2 separate regions of the Gossypium hirsutum genome follow, and region 1 is linked to region 2. A link is a contact called in public Hi-C data. All regions are on one chromosome and are shown on one strand. Each heading gives the region's core, a stretch centred on a gene start, on an enhancer-like site or on the middle of the called end of the contact. The rest is flanking DNA. Distances are from core to core; before and after follow the strand shown. Region 1 holds the start of LOC107921394 (coleoptile phototropism protein 1). Region 2 has its middle 6.5 kb from the start of LOC121229057.

What was found. Hi-C and Micro-C count contacts between places; a contact is called where the count stands out from the background.
Region 1: a contact with region 2 is called in a Hi-C map of leaf, with 3 times the contacts expected there. The contact joins the promoter of LOC107921394 here to the enhancer-like site in region 2. A contact is called at or near these places in 19 of 34 Hi-C or Micro-C datasets (anther, callus, fibers and 4 more).

Annotation. Positions count from the first base shown.
Region 1 is chrA01:17,367,679-17,372,490 of Gossypium_hirsutum_v2.1, reverse strand. It overlaps LOC107921394 (coleoptile phototropism protein 1), which reads right to left and starts at 1,311. Exons shown (of 4, transcript XM_016851250.2): 1 at 1,110-1,311; 2 at 937-1,006; 3 at 1-526. The coding sequence starts at 1,252.
Region 2 is chrA01:17,329,721-17,334,760 of Gossypium_hirsutum_v2.1, reverse strand. No RefSeq gene overlaps it. Among protein-coding and RNA genes, the nearest start is that of LOC121229057, 6.5 kb to the right of the region's middle. Within about 2 kb of position 2,405, at least 1 of the 9 cell types and tissues checked has an H3K27ac peak or open chromatin away from gene starts, as enhancers often do. A contact at or near this core is called in leaf, where this site is marked.

The DNA.
Region 1 (4,812 bases), core at 62-2,561, 39 kb before region 2:
TCACTTGGATAAAATGATCAATTCGAAGGGTCGAAACATCTTGAAACCACCAAGTATCACTTGGTTCTCCAATATTCAAGTTCCCATTACTATTTTGTCCTAAAGTAAAAGCTTTGGGGTCAGTTGAGGCCTTCCAAGCAATGGCATCAGAGCATTGTTTCACAATAAGCAAATCTTTGGACCAAGGTGACACAGATTCACAGCTTTTGAGTACCTTAAAAGTGTCTTTCCAAGATGAGAAAATTGCAAAGCTCAAAAACGCCTCTGTTTTGGAAATGAGATTACCTTGGTGAAGATCATCACTCATTTCCAAGAAATTTGCAGCACAATAGAGTGGAGCAATGGTGGTAGCTGTTACATCCACCTTAAATCCATAGCAGAAGTTGACAATTGATTCAAAGGTGTTGGTTCCACCAGGAAGGTCATCCAACACAATCTTGAGGTTGCCTCCATTTTGTCCATGTCCCTCACTTCTTTTTGCAAATACAAGTCTATTCAAATATCCACTTTTCGAAACCATAGCAAGCTGAGGATCACAACATGATCACTTATTTATAAATTGTAATAGCAAATTATCTTAAGATATGACAAATGCAATGAATTACTAATTTCACATAAATGATTGTAAAGTTAAAATTGAATTAATATGGTAAATTATAAAAAAATTAAAACATAATACGAAAATACAGTTGGCCTTTGTGTTGGGCACAATTTGAACATGATAATGACAAATCTGTCCACATATATCCCATCAGAAACAAAAGGCATAATATTTGGTAAAACGATTCCCTACATAATATATGAAAAATATTTTTATGTAAGCCATCCCCTCCCCAAATTTATAATAATTTACAAAAATAAGTTTATTTCCATCTGGCAAAATTAATAATAATCCCATGCTTCACTAATAAAGACAAGTATATAGTTGTTGCTGACCTTGTGTAAGTAAAAGCTAAAATCTCCAACCTGCACCATTAAATCACTTGCAACTTTGGTCCTAACAAACCTGCGTCAGACGAAATCAAAACAGGAGCTTATTAATATCATCTCTACATAAACACCACCATATATACCTATATGTACCAGAAGAAGAAGAAGAAGAATTTAACCAGTCATTGTTTCTTCTTTCCAATTCCTCAGCAACAATGCTAGACTTTGGTGGATAAATAACACAATGGTTAGGCTTCCCACCCAGCACTGAACCATGAGTACTCTGATGTTCCTCTCTACAACCCATCATCTTAGATCTCATTTTTCCTCTATAGCTATAAGTCCTTGAACCATCATCTTTGGGCTATAGTGTTATTTATACACAATGAATTAGCAGTGTACGTGGGCAGAGATGGGTGGGGGGTTATTTATTGCATTTAATTATTCCAAAGTGGTTAAAGCCATGAAGATGGTTTGGTACCCATTGCCTGTCTGCCACAGAAAGAATATATGGATGGACAGCTTATAGCCAACACATTGACAATTTATGTTCTTCATTCTCATCCATATATATCATTACACCAATCACCCTTTTACGTCAGTGTCGATAGTATATATATACATAAATGTATAGTGCTCTTTTTTTATGATTGATCCATGTATTATCAAGAAAAGTATCATAATCTTTTGGGAGGAAAAAGTTGTAAAATTCAAACATTAGAGACGGTATTGTTGAAAGGTATAGTTATAAATATCAAACATGATATTTAAAACGGACATGAAAAATAAGAAAAAGAATTTAGATAAAATGATATTTATTATATGGGTGAAAGAATGATGAAGTAGAAACTAATTTTTCTTCTTCTTAATGAAAGCAATTATTTATTTTCAAATTACATTATAAAATTCCAGTAGTTTTTTAAAGAATTAGTTTTAAAAAAAATTCAAAAGTAAAAATTACCATTATAATACAAGTTACTGGTTTTTATAATTTTTTTTTATTTTTTAACCATTTCTCAATTTTATTTCAATGAACAAATTAATAGTAATATAGAGAATAATCTTATTTATATTTTCAAGCTATTAACATAAATAAGTTATATAAAATGTAAAATCAATTGAAGAAATTTATGATTCATGAATTTTGATTTAGTGTAATTATACATGTGAAACTTTTATTGTGATTTATATATATAAATAGAACTTTAAGTTTAATTCAATTGTACAATTTTAAAAAATATATATATATACTAATTGCTTGTATATACAATATATAATTGCAAAATGATACTATGACGATAATATTATTAATAGTTTATAAAAATTAACTCAAAATAAAACTTATATAAAATTAAAATTCATAAATCATATTGCACATATGTATTTTTAATACTTTAAATACATAATCATAGTGGAAAAAAAAGTGTAGTTGGGTGACGAAATATTACAATTTCATGGCTGAAAATACCTGGAAAGGCAGAATGATGATGATCCAAGAATTTGTGGATAGTCTATGCTATGGACCCATATAAGAGAAGGTATTTATGATGGTTAGGACCGAATGTCAGCTAAGAGAAAGACCTCTATAATTCGAAAGGCCACACAAATTATTGAAAGTTCCTTTGAAGCAAAAGCTCAGGTGGCAATCCAGTGTATAAGAGGTTGTGGCCTAGTCCTGAAGGAGGAGTAGAGTAATTAATAACAATTATGGAAAAGAGCTGCATGAAGTGTCAACTACTGAGCTTCTTGCTCTTATACCCTCACTTTCAAGATGTTTCTCTATTGGACTTTGTAAAAAGAGTAAAACAAAAATACGAAAAACTTATTTGTGTTTCGGAATACTAACTCTTCAACCTTTTAACCTATAATCTTCAACCACAAACTATGGACGATCCACATAAATTGGGCATATAGGGAGCAATCAAGTACTTAACAAGTAATAGATAGAATTAGAAAATTAAATTTTAAAAGATATGAATACCAAAATTCGAATTTTAAAGATGTGAATTGTGATTATATTTCCATAAATTCGTGAAAATCTCAATGACATCCAATTTAAATAGTCCTTTGACTGTTATCAGAGCAAATCAAGATTCATTTAAAACTCCTCTCATCATATCCAAGTCCACGTGCAATATGGAACATTTTTAAAATATATATAATGTTCTAATAGTTTCAATTGAAAAGTTACAAGTCGTCCAAAAATTATGTCACTTGGTTATTAGCAATAACTAAACCACATATAGGATTGTGGGGTTAATTGATCCTACAAAAATAATTTAAAAAAATACCTTATAAAAAGAATAATATAAGTAGTAAATTGAGTTTTTGACCCTCACAAAAATATTTGAAAAACATCTACTAAAATCTAAAAATATTTAATTTTTTTTTTATTTTCTTTCAACATTCATAATTTTTTTCCTCAAAATTTTATTATTTTTTCACACTCTCTCCATAAGTTTTACATGGTAGAGTATCAATCTTTGAAGACTTTTAAGTATATTTTCCTAATAGTTTGATAGTAATTCTTTTTTTCTATTCGAGCTTTGTTAATTAGTATCTAAAAAAATTAAAATTGTGATTTTACTTGTGATAAATTAGGATTTTTATGCGAGACTAAATTTTTATTGATGAAATGATTTTGGCATATTGACTTTGTATGAGATTACTAATATCTTGATTGATTTATATTTTTAAGAGAACATTAATACAAATCCTTGAAATATTTTTAGAAAACATTAATACAAATCTTAGAAGAAATTAGGATTGGTTGTCTATATAATCTTGTATTTATTGAATAAAGATTAAAAATTAGCATATCTGTTTAAAATTATTGTTGCTAGTGTGATTTTTTGCATCTTGTGTTTGTGTTCATCTTATGCTTTACATATTGCATTCTCATTGCACCAAAAAATAGTTAAGTAGCTTTTATGTTGTGAAGGGAATTATATTTTATCTCGTAACTATATATGAGAATTGCAAAATTAAACATTCTTTCAATCGAAGTGATAAAAATGGCATGCATAAAAAATAATTTTATTTGTCCCTATTAATTAGAAGATTTAGCTTGTATAAATCACTATTTGTAACAGCCCTTACCCGTATTCGATGCCGGAACAGGGTACGAGGCATTACCGGACATAAACTCACACCATCATACAAAATCGAGACAGAAATTTCCGTCCAAATTTAAAACTTTTCATTCACATGCACGTCGTCCCTTATATGGCCCTCGAGGCCCAAAATATACATTGAGTGTGGTTCGGGACTGAACCGAGAACTTTCGGAACTTTCATATCACTTAGAAAATTTTTCATCAAAATAGGAGTCATACGCTCGTGTGGGTAGGCCATATGGTCACACACGCCCGTTTCACTTGGGACATGCCTGTGTCATCAGCCCATGTAACTCTCGGTTTATGACGTCATCAACTAAATAGGGTCACACGGCCAAGTCATACGCTCGTGTGCTTAGGCCATGTGGCAAATTAAATTCCAAAAATCAAGTGCAGACTTCACACAGCCAGGGCACACGCCCATGTCATGAGGTCGTGTCCTTCACACGGCTGAGACATACGGTCGTATCTCTACCCGTATGTTTACTACTAAGCATTATGTTATGCATTTATTAGGGTGCAGGGGACACACGGTCTGATCATACGCCCATGGGGCAGATCGTGTGTCACACACGGCCTAGACACATGCTCGTGTGTCTACCCGTGTGGACAACTGTAATTCTATTTTCCAAGCCTTTTTGCCACCCTTAGATACTCACATACTTAGACATATTTCACGGCATACATGTCACATTTTGACGATCATTCATTCCTAATCAAGACTAATTCTGCCTATATAATGTCACCATTTCAGATACTCAAGTTAA
Region 2 (5,040 bases), core at 1,156-3,655:
TATAGCAGCCCACATTTTCCATTAAAATAGATTTTTAAACAAGTTTCTTAACTTTTACAATTTAGTTCTTTTATGCATTTTTACTGAAAATTACTTAGCAAAAGTTGTTTCTCTAACATCAAACTTACATATTCCTCCATTAAACATCAAAACACATACATGTCACACATGGGTAAATTTTTAAACATGAACCCTACTTCAAATCAATGGTAGAAATAGGTAAATCGGGTTACGAGGACTTCAAAAATGTAAAGAACATTAAACACGGGGCTAGGATGCACTTACTATGGAGCTTGAAAGCTTGAACAAAACCCTAGCCATGGCTTCTCTTCTAATTTTGGCTGGAGGTAGAAGATGGACAAGGATTTTGGCTTATTTTCCCTTTTTAATTCATTTATTTACCAAATGACTAAAACGCCCTTAATGCCTTTATTTCAAAATTCACCTAACCATATCCATTTTTGTCCACCAACTTAACCAATGGTATAATTACCATATAAGAACCTCTAATTTAAAGTTTCATAACAATTGGACACCTCTAGCATGTAGAACTCAACTTTTGTAGTTTTTACGATTTAGTCCTTTTGACTAAATTGAGTGCTCAAACGTCAAAATTTTCAAACAAAATTTTCACGAGTTTATCTCATGAAATTGTAGACCATAAAAATATAGTAAAATATAATTTTACCATGTCAGATTTTTGGTCCCGAAATTACTGTTCTGACTAGGCCCAAAATCGGGCTGTTATGGTTGACTTCATGAATATTTTTGTATTTAGGACTTAGATTTATTTAGTTACTATTTAAATAGTTTTGTAATACTTTTATATTTAATCGTGTTATGCATTAATTTATATAAATTTTTTAGAAGTTTTAATTTTTTGAAATTGGACCCTACAATCAAAATATTTTGGCTCCACCCTTGGTTATTAGTCAAGAGTTGTCACTTAATTACTAACAAAAAGTCATAATTATTTAAGTAGATATCTAATGAATAATTATATTTATTGCTAAAAGACGTGGCGATCCATTTGGATAGATATATAAAGAGGCATGAAAACTCCTATAAATAAGAGTTACAGTTCATTTGTTTGGTACACAAAAACACATCAAAAGTTAATAAACAAAACTTTAATTTAATCTCTTGCATCTAATATTCCTTGATTGCTCTATAAAGAATTACTGCAAAAGTTTTTTTTTTATAGAATTTCACACTCTTGTTATGCTCCGCTCGATGCTCAGTGGACTATTTTCATCTGTACAAAACACTGATAGTCATTGGGGTTCTTTGTATCTCCGATGTTCATTTGTTAGTAACTATTTTGCCTATCAAAATATAAGTGGGGGCGAATAAAATCTTTAAAAAAAAGTGACATTGATACATACATTGAACATTCATTAATTTTTTATAAAACAAGAGAGAATTATATTATTAAAAAGTTATATGCTAATTTAGAAAATCAAAACCACAAAACTCAAAAATTTTAATACATCAATAATATTAAATATACTTCCGTATTTAACTTTTTACATCAGAATCCAAGATATTACTCCATTACCGATACTTTTTTCGAAGTCTCAGCACAGCTCTCTAGACCACATTTATATGAATCACCTTTAATCTCCAACACCACATTTAACGTCAACAAAATTAGGAAAAACAATTAAGATATCAAAATATTATTTATATATATATATATTACATGTCAGTATATGCGTGTTTGTGAAAATACGAGAATAATATAAAAGTGAGGAATTTATTTGAAAAATTACGACAGGTATATGTTTAAAAAAGTTTTGATTTTGAAGAAATTGAATTTTACGATTTCAGGTTTTGTTTTTTTAAGTTAGATCAATTTCGATATTATCTATTTTTAAATCGGAATTATTTTAAATTTAAACTTTTACGAGTTTAATATTTTAATTTTTTATTAAATTTAATTTGAATAAATTTATTCAAAATTATTTTATTTAATTTTCCGATTTGAACTTATTTTAATTATATATATTATCTTACTTTTACATTTATTTATAATTATTTATTTATATATATAAATATTTTTTTGGCTATCATTGGATTGTTTTATTCCATTCATTAATAAAAGAAGGAGGAAAAAAAAAACCAAAAACTGCAAATGCAGCTTTCAAATATTATGTGGATAAAAAAACAAGCAATGAGAATGGCGTGATTACACCCCTCAGTTGCATCACAGTTTTGCCATCCAACTGTAATTTTGTACCATGTCACACTGCACTGGAACTAATCGAGGATTTAGAGGAGCCCTAAAATACCTAACCATATTATATTTGCATGGTTCAAAATACCTTGAAAAGCAGTATCATCGTGATCCAAATATTTGTGGATATTCTATGTTATCCCCCATATATAACAATATATTTATTATGGTTGGCCCATTGGTGGGACCAAATGCCAGCAAGAGAGACACCTCTCTAATTCAATAGGCCACAGATCTTTAATGCCCCAAAAGGAACTTTTAATAACTCAATAGCATGTCAATTGCTAAGCTTTAAGTTGAAATTATAAAAATTTAAGTTTAAGTTTTACCTTATGTAAGTAGGTAAGTTTTCTTCTAATTTATTCTCATTATAGTTGGTTAGTTAATTAATCATGGAGTTAGTCATAAAGTAAGTATTCTCCTCTACATTTATTTTAATTATAGTTAATTTGAATTTAATTAATTATTGAGTAAATCAATTAATTTGATGCTTGTAGTGATTGATGTAATAATTAACTAAACCTAGAGGTAAATAAAATAATTGCTCTCTAGCAGAGTTGGATAAAGAAAAGAAAAATGAAAGTGCAAAGTTTAATTTGGTCTTGGATCATGGAAAAAAAAGGAAAGCGCGAAATCATACTCAAGCAAATCATATAGAATTCCTTAAGATGTTTATGTAGGTTTTCGTTTTGCAGACCATAAAAAGTGGATAATAAGTGTATCAAACCTAATTTTAATTCAAATGATGCATCTACTGTCAGGTAAGCAATACCCAACGATTGTTGTTCATCAAGTGCCTCGGTAAATTGCCTAATGGTGCGATTTTGAGCCATGACTTCTAGTTAAAAAGATAGTTTGTCAACGATTTTTGTCATTGCTCTACCTCCTTCTTTGATTTCGTTGTCTGAAACTTCAGACCCGTCTGACCATTTGTCCCGTCTTATTGTTTCTCTACATATTGCTCGAGTGATTTTCTTGATTTTGGGGTCAAACTCTAGTGGTTCTCTTGGATCTAACCTAATCATAAAGAGAAAATAACAAAAATTAGAATTTTTTCAATCCCTAACAACAAGGCCAAATTTTGATGGGTGTCAAGTCCACCTAAAATAAAATTTCTATGCCTAAATAGTAAATAAATAGAAGTATAGTGAGTAGGGTCAATCCCATAGAGACTAGGATATCTAAAATTGTCATTCGATTTAACAAAATTACATGCTAGGTAACTGTTGTGCCCACGATGTATGACGATCTGTGCTAAAATAAAAATGGGAATTAAATTTGATTAAAATAAAAAATAATTAAAATCAAAATAATAGTAAAGATAAACAGAAACGAAATTAGATTGAATAAAGCGATGTGATAATATTCTAACTTCAGGCTCAATTCTGACTCTTGTTTTGAACTGATCCTTGATAACAAATCTTTTCCTTCAACCGATAAGTTGGTTATAGTGGTCAATGATGCCTCAGACCACCAACCTTTCCTTGTCTAAATTAATTGCGGGAATGCCTAACAACTAACCCTTACCAAACGAACAACCACAAAATGCATATCCACGATTTAACACTTCGCTAGCTTCGTGAATTATAAGTGCCCAACTCGAATCAACAACTTCAATCATGCAAGTCGTTTAAATCTGATTTTTATGAGACGGTGTCCCTCTCCTAAATCAGAGAAGTAAAAAAATACCGAAATGAAAGTTTTTAAGTGCGAGTTCTAATCATATCTACTTTTTTGACTCAATTGGAATAAAAGTTTAGTCTTACTAAAATTTTGTAATCTGATCTAGTATTGAAGAGCTATTCGAAAAATTTAAAAGATAAAATATTAGAAAATTAAAATATTATCATAATGAAAAATTTAAAAGTATAATTTTTACAATCTTAAAATAAATATCTTTTTTGGCCCAAAACTTTTACACAACCCATATCTTTGACTCTTTTCTATTTTTCAGATTTTGCTTTTGCACCTAATCAAAAATCAAATAATAAGCTTAAAATTAATGACATTTCACTAAAAAAATTATTAAAATTAAACATAATAATCGTGTAAATTGAACGTATTATCAAATTGATTGGTACATTGATAATGTAATTTTTTTTTTAATTTTCTAAGTGAATTAAAAAAATTTCACCTATGTTTAATTAATATTTTGAAAAATAAATGGAAGACCAAACTTTTTAAGAGTTAAAAAGAATCCAAATCTTTACTAAAATATTGTTTTAATTTATTGACTTAAAATATACACGCATTTAAGTAATACTTGTTTAATATAATTAAATTTAAATTTTGTTTATAATTATTTTTTATTTTTTATCACAATTAAAATATCCATACTTAAACCGAAAAAAATAAAATAAACCTTTTACTAGCATTTAGTTTGGGCGAAGGAACTTAGGCCCACCTCAATTGAACATATTAGAAAAACCCATCGAAATGGTTTACCTTATGCTTGGATTAAGCAACTCAACTAAGGATTTGGACTTCAATTTTCTTTATTTAAATGTCAACAATTTGAAATTGATAAATTCAGAATCAATTTTAGACAATTCTAATCTAGATGTTGAATTTTTATAAGTGAGAATTTTTAGATTAATAAATTTATATATTTCAAGCCATATTATGATTTTCCTTTCTCTAGTTATGCATGATGAAAATCATGTATTTAAAAAAATTTTGGTTAAATATGCCAACCATATATTATAAACGTTTTCTTTTTTGAATCAAATAAGATATACCACAAATTAAGAATGAGTGGAATGAGATATCAATAACTCTTTATATAGTACTTCTATAAGACATAA